Linked DNA regions of Mus musculus: regions 1 and 2 are each linked to region 3. A link is a contact called in public promoter capture Hi-C data. All regions are on one chromosome and are shown on one strand. Each heading gives the region's core, a stretch centred on a gene start, on an enhancer-like site or on the middle of the called end of the contact. The rest is flanking DNA. Distances are from core to core; before and after follow the strand shown.

What was found. Promoter capture Hi-C pulls out the DNA fragments that hold promoters and counts their contacts.
Region 1: a contact with region 3 is called in a promoter capture Hi-C map of neutrophils, with 5 times the contacts expected there. The contact joins the promoter of Gpx1 here to the promoter of Ptpn23 in region 3. A contact is called at or near these places in 2 of 39 promoter capture datasets (neutrophils and pre-B cells).
Region 2: a promoter capture Hi-C map of pre-B cells shows a contact between it and region 3, with 2.1 times the contacts expected there. The contact joins the promoter of Dag1 here to the promoter of Ptpn23 in region 3. A contact is called at or near these places in 3 of 39 promoter capture datasets (hippocampal neurons, liver and pre-B cells).

What each region holds. Positions count from the first base shown.
Region 1 is chr9:108,337,066-108,340,335 of GRCm38.p6, reverse strand. Gpx1 (glutathione peroxidase 1) reads right to left here and starts at 1,256. Exons shown (of 2, transcript NM_008160.6): 1 at 778-1,256; 2 at 1-559. The coding sequence starts at 1,023. The coding sequence ends at 200. Rhoa (ras homolog family member A) reads right to left here. Exons shown (of 6, transcript NM_016802.5): 6 at 2,393-3,270.
Region 2 is chr9:108,262,515-108,266,139 of GRCm38.p6, reverse strand. Dag1 (dystroglycan 1) reads left to right here and starts at 2,325. Exons shown (of 4, transcript NM_001276482.1): 1 at 2,325-2,515.
Region 3 is chr9:110,406,225-110,409,630 of GRCm38.p6, reverse strand. Ptpn23 (protein tyrosine phosphatase, non-receptor type 23) reads left to right here and starts at 1,421. Exons shown (of 25, transcript NM_001081043.1): 1 at 1,421-1,597. The coding sequence starts at 1,514.

The DNA.
Region 1 (3,270 bases), core at 7-2,506, 2.1 Mb after region 3:
ATTCAGCACTTTATTCTTAGTAGTGAAACCACCTTTCATTAGGTGGAAAGGCATCGGGAATGGATGGGACCAGCGCCCATCTGAGGGGATTTTCCTGGAAATCAGGTGTTTCTCCGTGCAAATTTAGAGGAAACACCATCATGGAAGAACCGCCCCCCAGAGTGCAGCCAGTAATCACCAAGCCAATGCCAGGGCCGCCTTAGGAGTTGCCAGACTGCTGGGACAGCAGGGTTTCTATGTCAGGTTCGATGTCGATGGTACGAAAGCGGCGGCTGTACCTGCGCACGGGAACACCGTCGGGGCCCACCAGGAACTTCTCAAAGTTCCAGGCAATGTCGTTGCGGCACACCGGAGACCAAATGATGTACTTGGGGTCGGTCATGAGCGCAGTGGGGTCGTCACTGGGTGTTGGCAAGGCATTCCGCAGGAAGGTAAAGAGCGGGTGAGCCTTCTCACCATTCACTTCGCACTTCTCAAACAATGTAAAATTGGGCTCGAACCCGCCACCAGGTCGGACGTACTTGAGGGAATTCAGAATCTCTTCATTCTTGCCATTCTCCTAGGGAAGACAAAGGCATTTATTTATGTGCTAGGATTTCGGAAAGAATGTGCTTTTTAACTGCAAAACAGAGGTTTCCCGATGAGTCACCAGGAAGTTGCCCTCCTTGTATAACCGAGGATAGGCCTGCATTCCAGCTGTAGTACCAGAGGAGAAAGTAAGCGGTGTCCCGCCCGTGGGAGCCTAGAGCCCAAGGCCACCCATCTCGCCCCATATACCTGGTGTCCGAACTGATTGCACGGGAAACCGAGCACCACCAGTCCACGAGGTCCCAGACGCTTCTGCAGATCGTTCATCTCGGTGTAGTCCCGGATCGTGGTGCCTCAGAGAGACGCGACATTCTCAATGAGCAGCACCTTGCCCCGCAGGGAGCCCAGGCTCACAGGCTCCCCGCCCGTCAGCGGGCGCGCGGAGAAGGCATACACGGTGGACTGTGCCGCCGCGGAGAGCCGAGCAGCACACATACTGGAGATGTTGGGACTCAAACGTGGAATCCGTACTAGCGCTCACAGGGCCCTGCACCTCCTTTTAACTGGATGGTGCTGAGATCACGTGGCATCGCTTTCTTTCCGGCTGGCAGCCAGCTCTAAGTCTCAGGGTCCCGCCTTATCCGGCCTCTACCCTCCCCCCATCGAGGAACAGGGAAGAGGGTGCGGCCGGGCTAAAGCGCCTGGAGGTGCCTAGGGCGGGTCTGGTCTAGCTCCTGTAGCACTAGTCTGGAAGGAAGCTGCTTGCTTAGGCGGGGATCTTCCAGCTCTGTCTTACTCAACCGTTTCTTAATTAGTCTAGAGTCCCGCCTAGGAAGATGGCCTCTGGCAATAACAACGGCTAAAGCAGCTCACGCACAGCTCCCTTATATTGTGTAACTTTACCCACACGTTTCTAGTCATAAGGTTATAGGGTTTTAAAAACATAAGTTTAATTACACTTATTGTTTAATTAAATCGAAGGAGCATGCATGTTGAGGTCAGAGTTGGTTCTCTCCTTCCACTCGGTGATAATTTGGGAATTGAACTCAAGAGGAGCTGCGTCGCATCAGGTGGCCAGTGTTTTGTTTCTGAGACAAGGTCTCTACAGAGCCCTGGCTCGCCTGGAACTCCAAGTGCATGTTTTCGTTTTGTTTTGTCTTGGGGGGTGTCTCCATCTCATCAGTGTTTCTGTATGCAGTCTTGGCTGTACTAAGGCTTGTTCAGTAGCCCAGGCAGGCCTAGAACTCAAGAGATTTACCTGTCTCTTTGCTTTCATCCCGAGTGCTGGTACTAAAGGCTTGTACCACCCATGCCTGACTTTTTTTTAGTAGCACTAACAGCGCTATCAAAGGCAATTTCTTTTGGTTGTTTTTGTAAGGGTGGACAGCAGTGCAGGACTCCCTGCTCCAGACTCTAACCTAGCTCCTCTCAGAACACGTGCTTCTAGTGGTCCTAGATTCCTGCCCCCAGTGCAGTTTGGTCTTAGTCCAGAAAACCCAGCCCCTCATGTCCCCTCTATGACATTCCACTCCACTTTTTTTTTTTTTTTTTTTTTTTGTCTTTTTTAGACAGGGTTTCTCTGTATATCCCTGGCTGTCCTGGAACTCACATTGTAGACCAGGCTGGCCTCGAACTCAGAAATCCACCTGCCTCTGCCTCCCGAGTGCTGGGATGAAAGGCCTGCGCCACCACACCCGGCTTCCACTCCACTTTTTAGATTTGAACGTGTCACAGGGAAACCACTTCCATGTTCTTGGGAGGAGACAAAAGGTTAGTCTAGAAGAGGGAGGGAGTAGGAGGAGCTGGTGCCATTCAAGAAGCCTCTCCAGGGGAGTCTTTCCGGCGAAAGCAACACACAAGAGAATACAGGAAATTTAGAAAACTGCCTTTATTCTATTAGTTGGAAAAATTAACTGGTACAGAAAAATGTTTAGTCAGCTGGAGAGAAGAGACCCCCCCACCCCCACCCACTGCCACCCATAAGAACTGGTGGCTCCTCTGGGAGGCAACTTGGATACAGTGTGGAGAAAGGAGCACTGTGACTTAGAGCCAGACCCTGCAGTCCAGGTGAGAAAGGCTATGCCACCTCCAAAGTATAACTGCCTCAGGCGGGAAACCAAATTCCTACTTAGTCCAGTCTGGAAAGGGGTACTAGAATGATATATAGGGCTGAATAAGGGATATGGCCATATTTTATCAGAGAAAGTGACAAAATGGGAATTTTAAAAATGAATTCTTCCATCTGACTTTATTTCCAAATACACTTTCTTAAAAAAAAAAAAAAAAAAGAAAAAAAGAAAGAAAGAAAGAAAAAGAAAAGAAGCAATACACTTTCTGTGGGAATGACAAATATCAGTATTAGGAAATCCAATTATACAAAAAATACTACATCTAGTCTGGGGTAGATATATTTATTTTTTGGTAACATACATTAAGTGGCACTAATTACACAGTAACTATAAGGTAACTAACATGAGACCACAGAACTGTAACTCTGCAACAGCTGCGTGGACTTGGGCCTTTCTGGCTGAGCAAGATTTCAAAAAACTGAATACCCACCCCAGAGCTCTGGCAATGGAGTCTGTTAACAAGGAAAGCTCTGAAGTAGTGACTCACCAGAGTTCTTGCAGTTGACAGAAAGTAGGCAGGACATGTTAGTTATAAAGTAGTTACAGCCTAATTCACAAAAGTTACCAACTGTTTCTCTTTCTAGAAAGAAGCAAGAAGTTAAGAAATTCTTTG
Region 2 (3,625 bases), core at 1,076-3,575, 2.1 Mb after region 3:
GGTAGAGCGCATCGGTTCACCATAGTGAGCACAGAGCCCCATGGCCCTGGAAACCGTTTGTGCCTCATTTAGCAAAAGCAAGGCCAAAAAAAAAAAAAAAAAAAAGAAAAAAAAAAGAAAAGAAAAGAAAAGAAAAGGGAGACGAGGAGCAATTTGGAATCCATGTGTTCAATTAAGTATGAGAGGTTCTACTTCTTTGCAAGTAGCAGTACTCTGGAGGTCCTTGGCTCTACTCTGCTGTTTTGTTTGGAAATCGCATCTTATTTATTTATTTAGATTTATTTATTATTATATGTAAGTACACTGTAGCTGTCTTCAGACACTCCAGAAAAGGGCGTCAGATCTCATTACGGATGGTTGTGAGCCACCATATGGTTGCTGGGATTTGAACTAATGACCTTTGGAAGAGCATTCAGTGCTCTTACCTGCTGAGCCATCACACCAGCCCTTACTTATTTATTTTCGAGACAGAATTTCTCTGTATAACCTTGTGTACTCATTCTATAGACCGGGTTGGCCTCAAACTCAGAATCAGAGATCCACTTGCCTCTGCCTCCCGAGTTCTGGAATCAGAGGAGTAAGCTACCACCACCCAGCTTTTTTAATATAGTTTTTTAAAGTTTTATTCATTTCAAATGAGTATACTGTAGCTGTCCTCAGACACACCGGAAGAGGGCATCAGATCCCATTACAGATGGTTGTGAGCCACCATGTGGTTGCCGGGAACTGAATTCAGGACCTCTGGAAGAGCAGTCAGTGCTCTTAACCGCTGAGCTATCTCTCCAGCCCTATATCTTATGTTTTTATTGTGCTTGGAGTTGGTTCTTTCTTTTCACCATGTGGGTTGTGGGGACCCAACTTAAGTCATCAGTAATGTCTTTACTGTCTAAGTAATCTCTGAAGCCCTTGATTAGTTTTTGAGACAAGGTATCACTCTATAGCCCAAACTGGCCTGGAGACTCATTATGCGACCTTGACTGGCCTTCAATTTACAGCAATCCTTAAGTCGCAGCTTTATGAGTGTAAAGATTACAGACGGCAGCAACCATGGCCAGCTCATTCTCAGCCTTTCTAAAATGGTACAGTCTTAAAGTCAGAATCTGAGAAGCCATTAACTCTTCAGTTTATTAACATCCAAGGGATGGCCTGCTCTTGCTCTCCTGGATTTTAGTTCCTCTTCCTTTTCTAGGCTCTATGAGTTAGTCACGTAAGAATTGAGAAATTGCAAACAGGTATTTGAGGTAGGGCATTTCTTCCTGAAAATTTTTTCTCCTAGACTCTTCTGAAGAGAACTGCCCGTCCTTTAGGCAGGAATCCCAGGCTGAGTAGCCGCCGGGTCTGTATTCAGAATGAGTTTACTGATAACAGCTTGTGTCTGAAACTCCAGCCTGGCCCTAGGCCAAAGAGGAATGGATTCCTTCTAGCAGTGTGGGGTCAGTTAGGAAGGGAGCAGAGCCTACCACAGTTCTGATTTCCACAGGTATTATGCACTGTCAGGTTTAGTAACTTGTTAAATCTCCAGTCTCTGGAGTTTGGGCCCTCTGGTGAGCCCAGGAGAGTTAAGAACTACTTTAGGACCCTCCATAAATGGGGGAGGCCAGATTCTAGCAGTAACCACCCATCTAAAGAATGTGGGCCACCGGGGGGTGAGTGACCTGTGCTAGCGGGTCAGAGCTATTTTGAGCTCCAGAGGAGGCATTGGATTTTAGCTTTCCAAGGAGGGGGAGGGGAAGCCTGTTGTATGGCCAGCACTAAAGAAATGGGTTACCTTCCTGCCCACCCACCCGGATCTGGCCTTAGTTTCTCCATCCATATTAAGGAGAGGGTAACAAGGCCTCTCTTCCTTTGCAATTGGGAGGGCGCTTCCTGAGTGTTTGAATGGTTTAGATACCGCTTGCGTTTTGCTCGAAGGAAATTAGGGGGCAGCTGTGTGGTGGCTTGTTGTGGCCGGACCGGTTCGCCGGCCTGTCCATACCTCGATTTATTCTTCGGGAGAAGTTGGGAAAGGTGCCCCTCCCCCACCCCAGCTAGCAAGCGCTCCCAGCTACCCGGACTGGCTAAGGCGTGTCCCGGGACCCACTTGGTCGACTTCGGGGGCGGGGCCTCTACGTCGGGGCGTGGCTTTTGGGGCGGGGGCGTGACAGGCCAATGGGCAGAGAGGTGCGGGACGGGGCGGGGCCTGTGCGCGGGTGCGGCGCGCTGCGGGGCTAGCGACGCAGGCAGAAGCGGGCCGCGCGCTGAAGGCTAGTCGGCGCCGCTCCGAGTCGGCCGTGGGATTGGCTGCGGCACTCGCGTGTCAGGCGGTTGCTAGGCTCCGGCCGCGCGCCCCGCCCTCGCGCTCGGCGCCCTCTCACCGCTCGGTACGTGATCGCGCGGAGGCTGCGGCGCGGCGCTCGCGCTCCTGGGGCTCGGGGGCGGCAGCGGCGGTAGCTTCGCGCGGAGTCCCCGGGGAGTGGCGGCGGTGTCCCTGGGCCCGGAGGAGCGAACACCTGCCGCGGCCTGCCCGTGGTGCTGGGTGAGTGCGCCTCCCGCCTCTGCCTCCCGGTGCCTGCCTGCTGGGGCCGGGATCCCCGCTGCAGCCGACCGAGCCTTCCGCGGAACACCTGCTGCTGCTCCCTTTCGGCCCGGGGCGGGGACACGGCCACGGACGTCCTTGCGGGTGAGGAGGCGGCGCCGCCGCCGTCCGTGCGGAGCCGCCCCTCGGCTCTCCGTCCGGTAGCTGAAGGCTGAGGCCGGAGCTGCGCGCCGCGGCGACGGGCCAGGCCTCGGCCCCGGCCCGCGCTCCCGGGAACGCGGGGCCTGTGCATCGGCCGCGGGCGTGTGCGGCCTGCGGGCTGCCTCCGGGTTGCCAGTGGGGGTCGCGGCCCAGTTAGGAGGCATCTCTACTGTGGGGCTCCTGCCAGAGGCTGGGAAGGGCGCCGCCCCCGCCTCTTGCTTTGAGCTGCTCCGAGTCTTGGGGTTCTTTCCTCCCCCTCGGTTGCGCTTCTGTGGGAGACTCCTTTACTACCTTTGCAGTGGGTATTTGGGAAATCAGGTTCACTTGCGAGTATATTTGGAAAATGTTCCCAGAGGGAACACCATGTTGACTCAGAGTCCTTTGCTATAACTCCCAAGTTCATTTATTGACAAACTCAACGGGCAATTAAAAACACACCTCTTAATCTCTACAATTTGAGAAGCTTTTGTTAAGTTGAATTACATCAAGATTAGTTTTCGTGGTGATGACGAAGTTTTGACTGGTCCGCCTAGTCTGGGACAGTACCTTTATAGCCTAGAGGTCTAACTTGAGAGTCCAGCCTGCTGTTTCCCTAAATAAGCGAGTAGAAGTAGTTCTTGGCGTGGAAGCCAGACTCGTGAAGTGAGGGTGGTGTTTATAGAACATAACTCCAGCTAGAGTTGGGTGTGCTTCCAGATGTTTTGGAATCTGATGGAGATGGGGTGTTGCAATCATATTAGTATATATTGTGCTTAATGAGCAAGAGACATACTTTCAGAATGTTCTAGTTTAGAAAAAGAATTCCACGGTAACGGGTTGTACAGATCGATGGTTTAAATATGGAGAATTGAAGTTCTTTTTGCCTTGAAGTCAAGGACATGGTCAGCGTGCTTAAAGGACATAGGGGCT
Region 3 (3,406 bases), core at 172-2,671:
AAATTATTGTATGTGTATAGGAGTTTTGCTTGGCACATATGTATGTCTGTGTACCACATGTGTGCAGTGCCCACAGAACCCAGAAGAAGACTAAAGGTCTGGAACTGGAGTTATAGACTGCTGGGAACTGCCATGTAGATGCTGAAAATCAAAGCCAGGTCCTCTGGAAGAGCAGCCAGTGTTCTTAACAACCAACCCACCTCTCTAGACCCTAACATACTTTTAGTATGGAAATGTCTGTTACTTCTACAAAGAGGACGTGGGCCCTACCTGGGTCGGGGAAACCCGTCTTGTGAATCCAGAGTCTTTATTCTCGGGCTCTACATTGCCTCTAAATGCATCTGTCCTCATCTTCACACAAACTAGACCTGAAGTCTTGCGCTCCCTTCTACATGTTCCTCCCAATTTCCTCATGTCAGGTAACAGCCTGTCAGCTATCCACCTAAACCAGGCAGAAACTTGGAAATCAACTTTGATCTCATTCCCTAACATGTACCCACCCCAACTTAGGATACTTTTTTTTCAAAATAGTTCTCAGATGTTCCTCAAAGTGCATTATCTACCCACTTTTTTTTTTAAAGCCTTTTTCACCCAAAGCCACAATCACCGGTCTCCTAGAAGACTACAAAAGGTCACTCACTACTTTCTCCGTTTCCTTATTTTTAAAATTTGTTTGAGACAACGTATTGTTATGTTGCCCAGTCCAGCCTTGAAATGACCTAGTCTCTTCCCTCAATCTCCGGGGTGTCTCCATTATTTATGTCTAAAATTTAACAATACACACAACACAGCTTTAAAATTCCTGTTTCACAGGTGTCTCCAGAGACAAATGCTCGTCGCTGTATAGTTCCTTCCAGAGTCGCAGTCTTCTTAGGTGTTAACTTGGCTGTTCAATGTATCCTACTAAAAATCAAGAACTCCTCAGGCTGCAGAGGGTGGTGGTGTGGAGCAGTGTTCCTGCCCCCTCAACCGCGGACAGAAGGAATCCCTTGGCACTTTTAGCCTGAGTTCCATCCCGCCATACAGTTTGCATAGCTCATGGCTGTCTTCACAACCCCTCTCCCTAACATCACACTAGTCGTTCTCTATGCAGCACTAGTCCCCATCCTTCACCGCTCTCAAGATTTGGGAATTACAAATTCATGGGTGAGTTTTTGAAGGGCCCCCCCGGGAGGAAGAAGAACGTTACGCAAACCAGAAAATCCCAGCAAAGCCTCAAGCTTAGTGGAGGAGATCACTATTCCCAGAAGCCCCTTCACCGTGGATTGGGTCGTCTCTCCACCCAAGACCCTTCGCGCGAGAAGACCGAGCATGCGCGAAGAGGTGTGCGCATGTGCAAAAAGACTACCGGGGTGGGGGGGCCGGACTGCACCTCCCAACAGGCTGCGGGGGGAGTGCGTCACTCCGCGTGACGAGCAGCTTCCGGCGTGGAGGGGCGGGGTTGCGCGCGCGGCTGAAGCAGCTGCTGGACCTGGGAGGGGAGCGGCCCTAGGGCCGCTAGGCGCTACCCGCGATGGAGGCCGTGCCCCGGATGCCCATGATCTGGCTGGACCTGAAGGAGGCCGGTGACTTTCACTTCCAGTCTGCGGTGAAGAAGGTGAGCACACCTTCGCCGCGCATCTCCGTCGTCTGCCCGCGCGTGACGCCCCCCCTGCGCGCCTGTCCCTCCCCGGGTTCCGTCACAGGTCGGGCCAGGCGTTTTCCCTTAGGATGGCCCACCCCTCCCCGGCCGGCACATCATCGTTTTCTCCGACTGGCAGTGCATCATTATGGGGACCCTCTTCCGGACTTCTGTCCCAGACCACCCGCGTTTCTACCGAGGTTCAGCGCTTCCTTGCGATGACGCTCCTGGACCCAGCTCTGCCCTGTTCCTCCATGTCCAGGGAGCCCCCGCGGGGAGCGATGGCGGTCCAGGGTCTACGGAGTCCATGCTAGGCCCGGGCCTTGGTGGCCTCCCAGTTCAAGACTGGACTAGGAAAGAATGTGTGTTTAAGACCGGAGCCCGAGTGGTCCATAGGAATGTCTGGCTCTTAGAGTGTGTGACTGAGTGTGTGTCTGTGTGCAGTTGGATGTCTGACCCTCCAATTCTCTATGGTCTCCTGACAAAATTTCTGTTCCAAAGTTCCTTTGAACCAAAAAGACAGTTTCTTGTTGATGATTAGAGGGCTTGAATCACGCTAGGGCTCTTGGCATCCTATGAGTCATTGTGCTGGCTAGAGCAGTCGTTTGGAGCTCACTGAGGCAAGGGGTTTCCGTGGTGAGATCAGGTGTGGTGATGTGGAACTGGGTAACCTCCGAGAGGGCCGTAGCAGCAGTGGGCAGGTGGGGAGCTGGGAGGAGTCTTGGGGATTTAGCACAGCAGCGGTTGGAGTAGACAGTCTAGAATCCTTTACCACTCCGTGGTATTTAGGGAAAGGAGGAGAAAGAAAATGGGTTTGGAAGTAGTTTCCGATGGACTTGCCTCCTGGATTCTCTTCATATCACCACTTCCTCTGATCAGGCCCTACTTGCTTGAGGATAGGGTGAGGTGCATTCAGGTGCCGGGTGTGTGGATGTGGTGGTGGTCCAAGCTGTGAGTATCAGACCCAGACAGAGCCTGGCACAAGAAGCTAGGCAGGTGCTCTTCCACAGAGATATATGCCCCCAGCCCAGACTCCTTTCCCCACCTGTAAGACCAGCGTAGTAAGCCAATTGATCTAAATTTACAGACTTTTGTTAATTCTTTACCATCTTCTCTTTTTTTGTTTGTTTGTTTGTTTGGCTGTCCTGGAACTCACTTTGTTTGAGGCCTCTCAGAGATCCGCCTGCCTCTGCCTCCCAAGTGCTGGGATTAAAGGCGTACACCACCACCGCCCACCACCTGGCTACCATCTTCTGTTTAATATTATGAGGTGAATTTTTCTAAAATGTATCAAAATTGAGGAAGATAAAGACATAGTATATTGGGCCCTGGTTATACAGAGTCTTACAGAGTAAAGCCAGTATTTTTAGTTTCCCATTCAGGATTCTCTCTGACATAGCCTAATTCTTTGATCTTTTGTCTCACTCCTGTTGTAATATGTTATATGTTTGATCTGTGTTTCTGTGATTTAGGTATTCTACATTCTGTTCATAATTATTACTTCTTCTTTCCTTAATAGGCTTTTCTCCATGTTGTACTTTTGATTGTGGAAATTATATTACCTCAGTGGTTGCTACCTCAGAACTGTTAATTTTGCTAGCTAGGAATCTTAGTGTAAATATCTGATATGCAGGCTATCTGATCTGCTACCCCAAAGGAGCTGAGGCCTACATGTTGAGAATCACTGGTCTACTTAAAAGAGCTCTCATGTTTGCCCCACAGAGAGGCAATAGGGCCATTCTGTAATCTCTGTGAATTGGTTCCATTCAACTTTCAAGGTCCAGC